Linked DNA regions of Arachis hypogaea: region 1 is linked to region 2. Evidence: chromatin contacts called from public Hi-C data. All regions are on one chromosome and are shown on one strand. Each heading gives the region's core, a stretch centred on a gene start, on an enhancer-like site or on the middle of the called end of the contact. The rest is flanking DNA. Distances are from core to core; before and after follow the strand shown.

Region 1 (5,561 bases), core at 1,987-4,486, 49 kb before region 2:
AAGTAAACATAGACAAACCTAAATCTGACAAAATATGTTTTAGTTATAGGTCAGGATTTTGGATCGTTGAGTCTTTAACACTGCTAGAGTTGCATAAACTGTTAGGATATAGATACTTAAGACTTTATGCAAATGACGATATCCTAAACTTGGTTATTTGAGTGTTACTAGGTCATGGTCCTTGTGAGGCATAAAGCACCTGCGATGATAATTAAGCCAATAAGAGAATCAATAGAAGTATGGATCTTGATGACTTTAATTTGTGTGTTCCTAATTTTTTTAGGTGTTCTTTTTAGAAATACATATAGATGATTATCAGTTTAGAAATTAAGGATTTGTTTCGGAAGCTTTACAAATTATTTTTTTTAGTTTTTAATTTATAAAAAGTAGTAGTATTAATATTTGATATAATTTTTAAAATTAAATTATAACTTTTTAAGAAGTTATTTAGGAGTTTATAGAAAAATTAAAAAAAAAATTACTTTTCTCATAATACTGTTACTTTTTATTACATTTATATAAAATAAATTTTTAAAACTAAAAACTCAAACACAAAATAACTTATTTATAAACTATTTTTAATATAGCTATTTATTGTTTAAACAATTTTTTTAAAAAGAACTTAATTAAGTTTATTACCCATACTGAACCTAAGTCATATTGGTACCCACTGGATAATGAAGTTTGGAGAATTCAGTCTCTAAGTTCGAAAAAATACCCTTAGAATTTATTTTATTTAGTATTCATTTTATAATAATTAATGAATATTAAATAAGATAAATTCTGTTTTTTTTAATTAAAAACTTTTTGTTACAAATTTTTTTTTGTTAACTTATATATACGTCTATTTTTTTTTTTGTCACGGATTATATGTTTTCTTCCCTAACAAAGGTGAAGTGACAACAATTATGAATCAAAGCTTAGTTTAAACATTTTTAATGCGAAGATAAAATGACAAACACATTTAGTATCACTGAAATTTATTCATCGCGTTCATTGTACTAATGGCTATATTTGAATAAATTGCTTAAGAGAAATCTAAAAATTGTTTTGTTTAAGGGAAAAACTTTGTAAATGAAACACTCAAATTTATATAAATTATAACAAAAATATACAGAATATGTGCGATTCTCTAATTATACTAATGTAAGCATAATAAGTAATATATACTTATATACATAATAATATATAATTGGATACATGTCAAAATTATGAGCATATTAAAGTAATTCATCTTAAAATTATTTATTTCAAAAATTTAAATTAATAATAAAAACAAATATATAAATGATTTTACTATGTCAAAAACTTGAATACATATCATACTTATTATTATTATTATTATTATATATTAAATATATATAAAATCAAATTAATAAGCATTTATATACTAGTATGTAGAATGTAATAAATAATGTAATACATTTATACGTACAATAAAGGAGTAAGTAGTATAACGTTGATGTCGCAATTGATGTCAAATAATGCGACAAAAGAAAAATCTAGAAATAAGTTTGACATAATGAAGAGACAGGGACAGTTTTGTTTAATGTGGTTGAATTAATTAAGGATTAGAAAAAAAAGAGAAAAGAAATGGAGTGGGTGTTTTCATGTGGCAATGGTAACTTGCCAGACGATCACGTACCTTTGGGTTATGACAAGAGATTAAAGTGAAGGGGGGTAATTTGGGTGGAGAGTAAAGCATACGAATGAATGAAAATTGAAAAAGGTGAAAGGAGAGTGAGATAGATACCTTTTGTAGCTGTTGCGTGTGAAAAGCAGAAAATTGGTTGAAATGCAAAAAAAGGAGTGAAAGAAAGTAGTATCACATTTCCTAGGCGCGTGAGGGTCCCTCTTAAACCCTTCAATGACTTACGCCTCGTGTGCTCTACCTCCCAAACCTGCGTGGGACATGTTCCCCCCCTTCAAACTCCCTTTTTTATTTACAGTTTTAAAAACTCAGCGGTTAGTTAATAATTTATAGAAAAAAATTATATATGCCTTTTCCTAGACATTTTTAATATTAAAAATTCATCATTCTAATATTATTTTTTAATAACTTTATTAAGGAAGTATTATTTAAAAAAAGATTTAATTAATTTATACTCTAAAAATATATTTTAACCTATGAAGCACGGACACTTCGCTGAATTATCGTGTTCGCGTGTCGGACATATTTCGGACACGACATTCACCGACACTCGTCTGACACGCGTGTCTGCGGTGTCCAATCGTGTCTTAATAAAAAAGAAAATATTTTTCTCCAGACACGTCTGAACACACCTAAATACCATTACGTGTCAGCGTATCCAATCTTATTCTTAACATATATTTTTAAAATAAATTTAGATATAGTATATATTATTATTTATTAAAATAAAAAAATATTTTAAATACTTGATATAATTAAAATTAGACATTAAAAATAATTAAAAAATTTTATTTATATTTTAATATCAATAAAATATCAAAATATCATTACAATTTATCTAAAAAATACTTTATATTTTATATGTATGCGTGTTCTCATGTTATGTAAAATTTTAAAATTCGCGTGTCAGCATGTCCTATGTCCTCAGTATCCGTACATCATAGATTTTAACAATATAATAATAAAAAAATTATAAAATATTTTTTTATAATATACTTAGTCTATATACTGAGGCACAAATTATACTCAGTACAACTAATTAATAATTACTAAAGAACAAAACAGAGAGAGAGAGAGAGAGAGAAACTAAAAAGGCAGTCAATCCAAGAGCTTACTCAGTCCTGAGTATCTCTCTCCTATCATCATCTCTCTCTTTCCAAAAAGGTGTTCTCTTTTCCTCTATTATGGTAGTATCGAATTTATTAGCCCCTTGAATTTAATAGAAAAATCTACCGAAAATATTTATTTAAAAGGTTATATAATTTAGCAATAATCTTACCCTGTGTGAATACCATTTCCGCAAATTTGACTCGGAGAAAAGTTGTTTAACTTTTTTTCTTTTTGAAACGGACTTTATAAATTCAATAAATAATTGTTATATTCACTCTATTATAAAAAAAACTGTCAATCAATAATCAGTATCACGTAAATAAATTAAATCGACTGTATAAAATAAAAAAATTATAGGAAAATAATATTTTTAATTTTTAATCATACTAAATACATTAAATTAAAAATATTTACTTTTCATATTCTGAACGAATATTCTAATTATTTTAAGAAAAACGCAGAAGAGATTGGTCTATTTGGAAAGCATTTTATTTTTTCAAAAATCTTGGCAAGAGATGGTACTTTCATCCAACCATCAATTCTCCGTTTACTAGAAATTCTCTCCGCTTCTGTGTCCTTCTCTCTAATTCTCTTTCTCTTGCCACAATAAAGTTAACCAATTCTTTTTCCCCCTCTGTTGTTTTTTTCTCTGCGGTACAAACATAACAATATAATAACATATATAATAAGTGGCGTAGTTAAAAAATATAATTTTTTATTTTTATTAAATATTAATTTTATTATGTGTATATTTTTTATTTTATTAATAAATAATTTAAATAAAGAATTAATAATAAATATATTTTTATATGAATATTAAAATATTTAGTGTATGAATAATATTTTTTTACAAAAATATAGAAAAGTTATTGGCGAAATTGAATGCATATAATATTTGTAGAAAAAAGAAGTTAGCTTGGGGAATGAAAAAGGTTAAAAGTAGCTTTTATATTCACCACCTGCCTCCATCTATGGACCTTTACCCATTTATTCCGAGGGCACAGCTCGCTTATTCCTTCTTGTATTGAGATGGATAGAGATATGCGAGAGATATAGAGAGAGAAAAAGGAATGGAGGAGATGTTGTTGTGAAGAAGGAGGAGGAGGAGCAAGGGATCTGATATTTTGGTTTTGGCGTTGAATTCGACGCATCGAAGAAGAGGAGAGAGAGTGAGAGGAAGAACGGGGAAGCAATAGCAAAAGGAAAGTAGTAGTAGTAGCCAGATAGATAGATAGATAGATAGGGGTATTACTTTGTTGAATTTTGTTTGTGTTTGTAAAAAGCTTGTTTTGATTGTTTAGCCAAAGGCAAGGCACCCCGCAAATCCTAATTTGTCAATACTCTCAAGTGTTCTTTCTTTCTTTCTTATCCCCCTCTCCTCTCCACACACTAATTTCGTTTTCTCTACAACTTGTGGGGCTCCTTCCTCTCTTCCTTCTTCCCATAATATCCTTCATCTCTTTCTTTCTTTTCTTACCCCAATTCAATCTGAACTCATCAATTTTGAGCTGGAGACTTACAATCATCATCATCATCATCATAGATTTCCGAAATGAGAGCCGGATTGAGCACCATCCAGCAGACCTTAACTCCCGAGGCGGCAAGCGTCCTCAACCACTCCATCGCCGAGGCCGGCCGACGCAACCATGGCCAGACAACGCCGCTGCACGTGGCCGCCACGCTGCTAGCCTCGCCCTCGGGGTTCCTGCGTCAGGCCTGCATAAAGTCTCACCCGAATTCATCGCACCCTCTTCAGTGCAGGGCACTCGAGCTCTGCTTCAGCGTTGCTCTCGAGCGCTTGCCCACTTCCCAGACCACAAATCCCTCCTCTGAGCCACCAATCTCCAACGCACTCATGGCGGCGCTGAAGCGCGCACAGGCGCACCAGCGCCGCGGCTACCCCGAGCAGCAGCAGCAGCCGCTCCTCGCCGTCAAAGTCGAGCTTGAGCAGCTCATCATATCCATCCTCGACGACCCAAGCGTCAGCAGAGTCATGCGCGAAGCAAGCTTCTCCAGCCCCGCCGTGAAAGCCACAATCGAACAGTCCCTCAATTCCGCGTCTCCGGCGGTCAATTCCAGTCCAATCGCTCTTGGATTCCGCCCCTCCCCCGTGGCTCCTTCAGCGGCTCCGGCGGGGAGGAGCCTTTACTTGAACCCAAGGCTGCAGCAAGCGGGTGCCGGTGCCGGTTCCGGTGTTCAATTGGGGGTGCCGCAGCAGAAGGGGGAGGAGGTGAAGAGGGTTTTGGATATATTGATGAGGAAGAAAAAGAGGAACCCGATCTTGGTGGGTGAGTCGGAGCCAGAGGCAACGGTGAGGGAGGTTCTGAGGAAAATTGAGAGCAAGGAGCTGGGAGAAGGTACGCTCGGGATTGTTGGGTTGAATACGCACGTGATTCATTTGGAGAAGGAGCTTCCCGCCGAGAGGGCGCAGATTCCGGCGAGGTTGAAGGAGTTGGGGGATTTGATTGAGGCCCGGATTGGGTCGACGGGCTCTGGAGGCGTTTTTGTGAATTTAGGTGACTTGAAGTGGCTGGTGGAGCAGCCTGTTGGGTTCGGAGCTGTTGGTGGTGGTCACGTGCAGCAGACGAATGTTGCGGAGGCGGGGCGTGCTGCTGTGGCGGAGATGGGGAGGCTGGTGGCGAAGTTCGGCGAGGGCGGCTCTGGAAGGCTGTGGTTATTGGGCACTGCTACCTGTGAGACATACTTGAGGTGCCAGGTTTATCATCCTTCCATGGAGAACGATTGGGATCTTCAGGCTGTTCCTATTACCAGCAGAGCCCCCCTCCCTGGAATGTTCCCT
Region 2 (5,231 bases), core at 1,715-4,214:
ATTGACTAAATTTTAATAAAAATGCTAATTTTCTAGACTTTTTCTAATTATATATACACAAAAGAATATTCCAAGAGGAAGAAAATTCATTCAGATATTGCTTTTTCAAAATGATGTAATTAATTAAACTTTTTAAAAATAAGTATATGACTTTATGTCCTATCAAATTTGCACATTTTCATTATTGTGTAAATTGTACAATCATGTTGACTGCTTTTATTATAGGAAAAATTTCAAGTGTACCGTCATACTAGTGTTTCAGTTATTTTTAACCATTGATCTTAATTATAAAAAATATATATATATAATATATATAATTAAGATTAACAGTTAAAAATTACTGATATATCGACAGTACACTTGAAAATCTTCCCTTATTATAATACATACCTAACGTTAACCTTCTATGTTTTCATTTTTCTACATAAATTATTAAAAAGGATATCAAAGGAATTAAGCTAAGCAAGATATGTCTACATCACATGTAGTCGTAAGCAATATTTGAGTGTAACAGAAATGAACCTTATAGGAGACTAGAGGAATATTATTGCTTCTAAAATATATAGTGGTTGAACCATGAAAGAAACTCTTTAAATATACTATTTTGGTATATACGGAGAAATTATTATATATGAAGCATCAACATACATACATACATATAAATAAGATAAGACAAAATAATACAAAAAAATATGGAATATAATGCTTGCTCTTATATATATAGTATTGGAAGATTTTCAAGTGTATCGTCATATCGGTGTATAGTGATTTTTAATCGTTGATCTTAATTATATATATTATATATATTTTTTATAATTAAAATCAACGATTAAAAATAACTGAAATACCGGTATGACGGCACACTTGAAAATTTCTCTATAGTATTAGTTAAGCATATGCTTTTAACCTACTTTGATTATGCTAGGCTTTTGTAATGTTCTATAAAGTCGAAGATCAAAGTCCATGCTAAAAAGTTAAAAGCTTTTACGCACCAACCAATCCATTATTTATCCATATATATAATAATAACTAAAACCAAAGAAAATTCTTTCACACACACTCCTCCAATGATGTATACCTCGATCTCTTTAGTCTTTACCTAAACCCCTAAAAAGGCAAAGGATTGTCTTAGAAGGAATACTGAATGAATTAACTTTTTAAAAAGCAGATGCTGACATCTGAAGCATTGCTTATTAATTAGCCCTAAACTTATTAACATTATTTTATTTTTATAGATAAAGGCAAGGAAGTTAGAGTTGTCAAAATATTCCCTTTCCACTTATTATTCAACCAATATGTATGATATGTGCTATGTACGTATTTAATGGTACAATATAAAATATTAATATATAAAGAGAGACTATATATATAGATCCCTTGAATTAGAATATATAGAATTAATAGATAGCATGGAAGGTGGAACAAGTAGCCGACGAAGAAAAAACATGGCTTTATTTTATTGTTCATCTTTTCGTAGATATGCAGGCTTTTAGAGCGCCATGCTTACCTGTTCTCTCATCACTACTATGCTTAAATTAACATTTTAACAAACTTTTCCACTTTACCTTTTTTCCTCTTAGTTGATGAGTGTGGACCCCAATTCCAAAGTGACTCACTTGAGCACCATCACGTTTGCAATTACAAAGATGATTGGCACCACATTTTTCAAATCTAATCTAATCAAAACTGCTCCTCCATCCCTAATTGACCATATCTATATTAGAGTTTAATTTTAATATATTATTTATAAAATATTGAGTGAATACTCATTCCACCCTTACAATTATTTTAAAAGAACAATGAGGTCTCAAAAAAAAATACTCAATTTTTTTTTAGTACTGATTAGTCTATATGTCAAAAAAACAACATTTACTATTTTTGGTACAGGGACTAATCAATCCCATAAAAATAAAGTTCAAGAATCGAGTTAGATATTTTTTTTTTCAAAAGTCTCGTTGTCTTTTGAGGTAATTGTCAGAGGCTGTTTTAAATTTTTCTCTAAAATATTTCATACAGTTATATAATTATATTTATTTTTTAAATAATCATTCACATAATTAATATAAAAAATAATTATTTTTATTAATTTAATATTACATAATTAAATACACATATAAAATTATTTTATACTGATAATATATCAAAATTAAATTCATCCATATTAAAGTAAACAATTTGAGTTGAGAATATGTGCGTGGTGTGGTAGGTATCTCATTCTTATATTATCATTTGCTTATGCAATACCTCATCTTATTATATATATATTCAGCACTTTTATCATCTCAGTATAATAATCATGTAACCAACTACCACTAGGGCAGCATGTGAATGGGAGGGGTATAATAGTAAAATTCCCATATATATATAATTTATGGAGGCATATCCCAAATGAAACTAAATTTGGTACCGATATTTTTATCATCTTGAAATAGTGTAAGGATAATGCGTGCACCTGATTGATGACGGAAATGAAAAAAAACACGTGTCTTTAATCAAAGAGAAAATACCAACCATACCATATTGAATTTTTGACATTAATGGTTGCATTGATGAACAGATTTGAGGTAGGGGACAAGACAAGAGTGTCTAAGGAGCCTGCACAAACTTCCTTGCAATAAAGCATCCATATCTTGTTCAGATGATGATATAGATATGAAATAAATTTGGAAAAGTCACAACTACCTTTTTAATTCTCCCATGTTACATATAGATATAGTAATAGTATAGTCTTTCTTTTCGGTGTATTTATCAATTGTTGCTTCTAAATTACTAAATTTATATACATACCAGAAGGAAAGAAACGTAAATTGTAACAAGGATATCATTATATAATTAAAGAAAATCAATGTTTTAGCGAGATTGTTCAAAATACATTCAATGGAGAAATCAGGATAGGACATGTGCATATAATGCAAATCTTTTACAAAGATAAGGGTCAGAGTGGATGGGCCTGGAACAAGCTGGCAAATTTGATCTCATTATGTCAACTTGCTAACTATAGTTCTTTTGCTACATAATTCCAACTCAAATTGTTCTTTATCAAAATCATAGATATCTTATTTATCTTTAGAATTTTTTTTTTTTGGTCTGAAGCAACCTTTTTTTTTTCTTGGACGAGGTCTAAAGCAATCTTTATGTAGCGGGCCTAAAGTTTCTTACCATAAACATACTAATTGCTATCGGACAAAAGCCCAAAGCCCGGCTTAAGTTGCTCTTTTATAGGGCCGTTTCATTGAACCTCTCTAATTGGGCTGCCTTTTCTACAATTGGGTCCAGAAACAATAAATGAACAGTCCTTACCAAAAAGCAACCAAGCCCGGTCCAAACTTTGTAAAAAAATAAGGCCCAAAACTATAAACCAGAGGTGTGGCCTTCAGGGATTCAAGCCTTGTTAAGATAAAATGATCTAATTCGTTTTTTTTCTCTGTTCTTGTATAGCTCATTCATAAAGGAGTCCAAGTTGTGATGTTATTCCGTCCTGGATCCAAATATGCATTAAATTTGACCATTCATATGTTTAAATATCAATCTTATATTAATATGTATGATTGCTTAAATTGAAAATTATTTTTTCTATTCAATAAAAATTTTAGTTCCACCAAAAGTAACAATCTTATGAAATTTTGGATAAACTGTTTAAGACTTATTGTTAACAACATTGTGTGTGAGGAAGGTGTGTTTTTTCAAGACATTGATGATAAACACTGGTGAATTAAGATTCTTTGCTGCTATGATTTAGCAATCTTAAACAATAAGCAAACTAGATTTCTTATTCCTTCCCCTTAGAGGACCCCTTTGAATCATGGGTCAACAAGTGTATGCTTTTTTATTTTATTTCTCCTTATTAGATACATCTTATCTTTTCCATCTTTGTCATAAAAGTGGTTGAGTCAACATTTTGGCTTTCACTATTTTTTTCCTTTTTCTTTTTTTGCATATTTTTTTAAATTTTAAGTCTTATTAGAACACTTATTAAACATATTAAATATTTAACTGTAGAAAGTTTTTTTTTTTTTTTATGTTTTCCACTAATTTAACCAATTTCTTTAAAGGACTATTTAACTGAATTATTAAAAAATCAGCAGATACAAAAAAAATGGTTCAATCACTCTACCATGTACTACCAACAACCACTGGTTGTCTGGTTCTGTTAATTCAATGTAAATTTTTTTCACACACACACATGCATAGCAAGCTAGTGTTCAATGAATGAGCAACAAATGCAATGAACAGAGGGGTCTTTACTTTGATAGAAAGACAAGTTAACTATGAGGTGGATTGGTCAGAATTCTTTTATGTACTGCATTCTGATTTCTGAGTCTATGTTGAACCCTTTTCAGTATGTGTTTATATAGCTAGACAGAAAACGAGTCAGAAAATAAAGACAGAAGCTTGCAATCTGTTAGCACAGATGAATATAGTAGGAATAACTAGCCTCTACAGCTTTCAACTTTCAACTCTTCCATTCACACTCTTTTCTCTCACCAAGTTCCAACAGATTTTAGCCCATGGTTTGGTCATGCTGTAGAATTATATTTCCTATACATATATTATGAGAAATTAAATAGAGATTGACTTAAAGATAAGTAGCATCTGATACTAGAACTAGTGTTGAAATAATCACATAACATGCATGTGTTGTGTTGTATGCACCTATACAGCTACATGATGGAGCTTGTTGATGTGTTTGAAAATTGAAGGCATTCCCACTAACGGTTAATTTGCACTTGTCAATGTACAAAGCCAGTCTTATCCTTTGCACGTTGGCCACACATGGTTTTGCCATTTGTAGCATTCACATGGACTAAGAGTGCTGATTGATGCCATTCGAAATTAAATGAAAAGGAAAGAAAGCAGAAAATAAAGTCTGATGAATTTGACATAATTTCTGTATCATTCAAGTGCTTGTATTTTAGATATTAGATATTACAAGATAACTTTAACTACAGTTTAAGGAAGCTTGTTTCTTTTCATTGTCCAGCTCCCTCTAAAGAAACAGATCATGCTCAAGTATGCTTCACACTTCACAGGGATAACATCAATACATCAACCATATAGTATACATATGAATAACACTATACTTTTTCTTTAATTTTGAAATAAACGGGAATGACAATTTATTCACGCTAAGTCCTTGTCTTGGTGGATCAAAGTGGTGGTTTAGCTGGACAAATCTTATTGGATCATTAGCTGATATATCTGTACTTCTAAGGATAGACTAAATTATAGCA

What was found. Hi-C and Micro-C count contacts between places; a contact is called where the count stands out from the background.
Region 1: a Hi-C map of an unstated tissue shows a contact between it and region 2, with 4 times the contacts expected there. The contact joins the promoter of LOC112723508 here to the enhancer-like site in region 2. A contact is called at or near these places in 2 of 8 Hi-C or Micro-C datasets (leaf and an unstated tissue).

Annotation. Positions count from the first base shown.
Region 1 is chr11:147,488,171-147,493,731 of arahy.Tifrunner.gnm2.J5K5, reverse strand. LOC112723508 (protein SUPPRESSOR OF MAX2 1) reads left to right here and starts at 3,236. Exons shown (of 3, transcript XM_025774901.3): 1 at 3,236-5,561. The coding sequence starts at 4,314.
Region 2 is chr11:147,439,529-147,444,759 of arahy.Tifrunner.gnm2.J5K5, reverse strand. No RefSeq gene overlaps it. Among protein-coding and RNA genes, the nearest start is that of LOC112723507, 7.6 kb to the right of the region's middle. Within about 2 kb of position 2,964, at least 3 of the 3 cell types and tissues checked have open chromatin away from gene starts, as enhancers often do.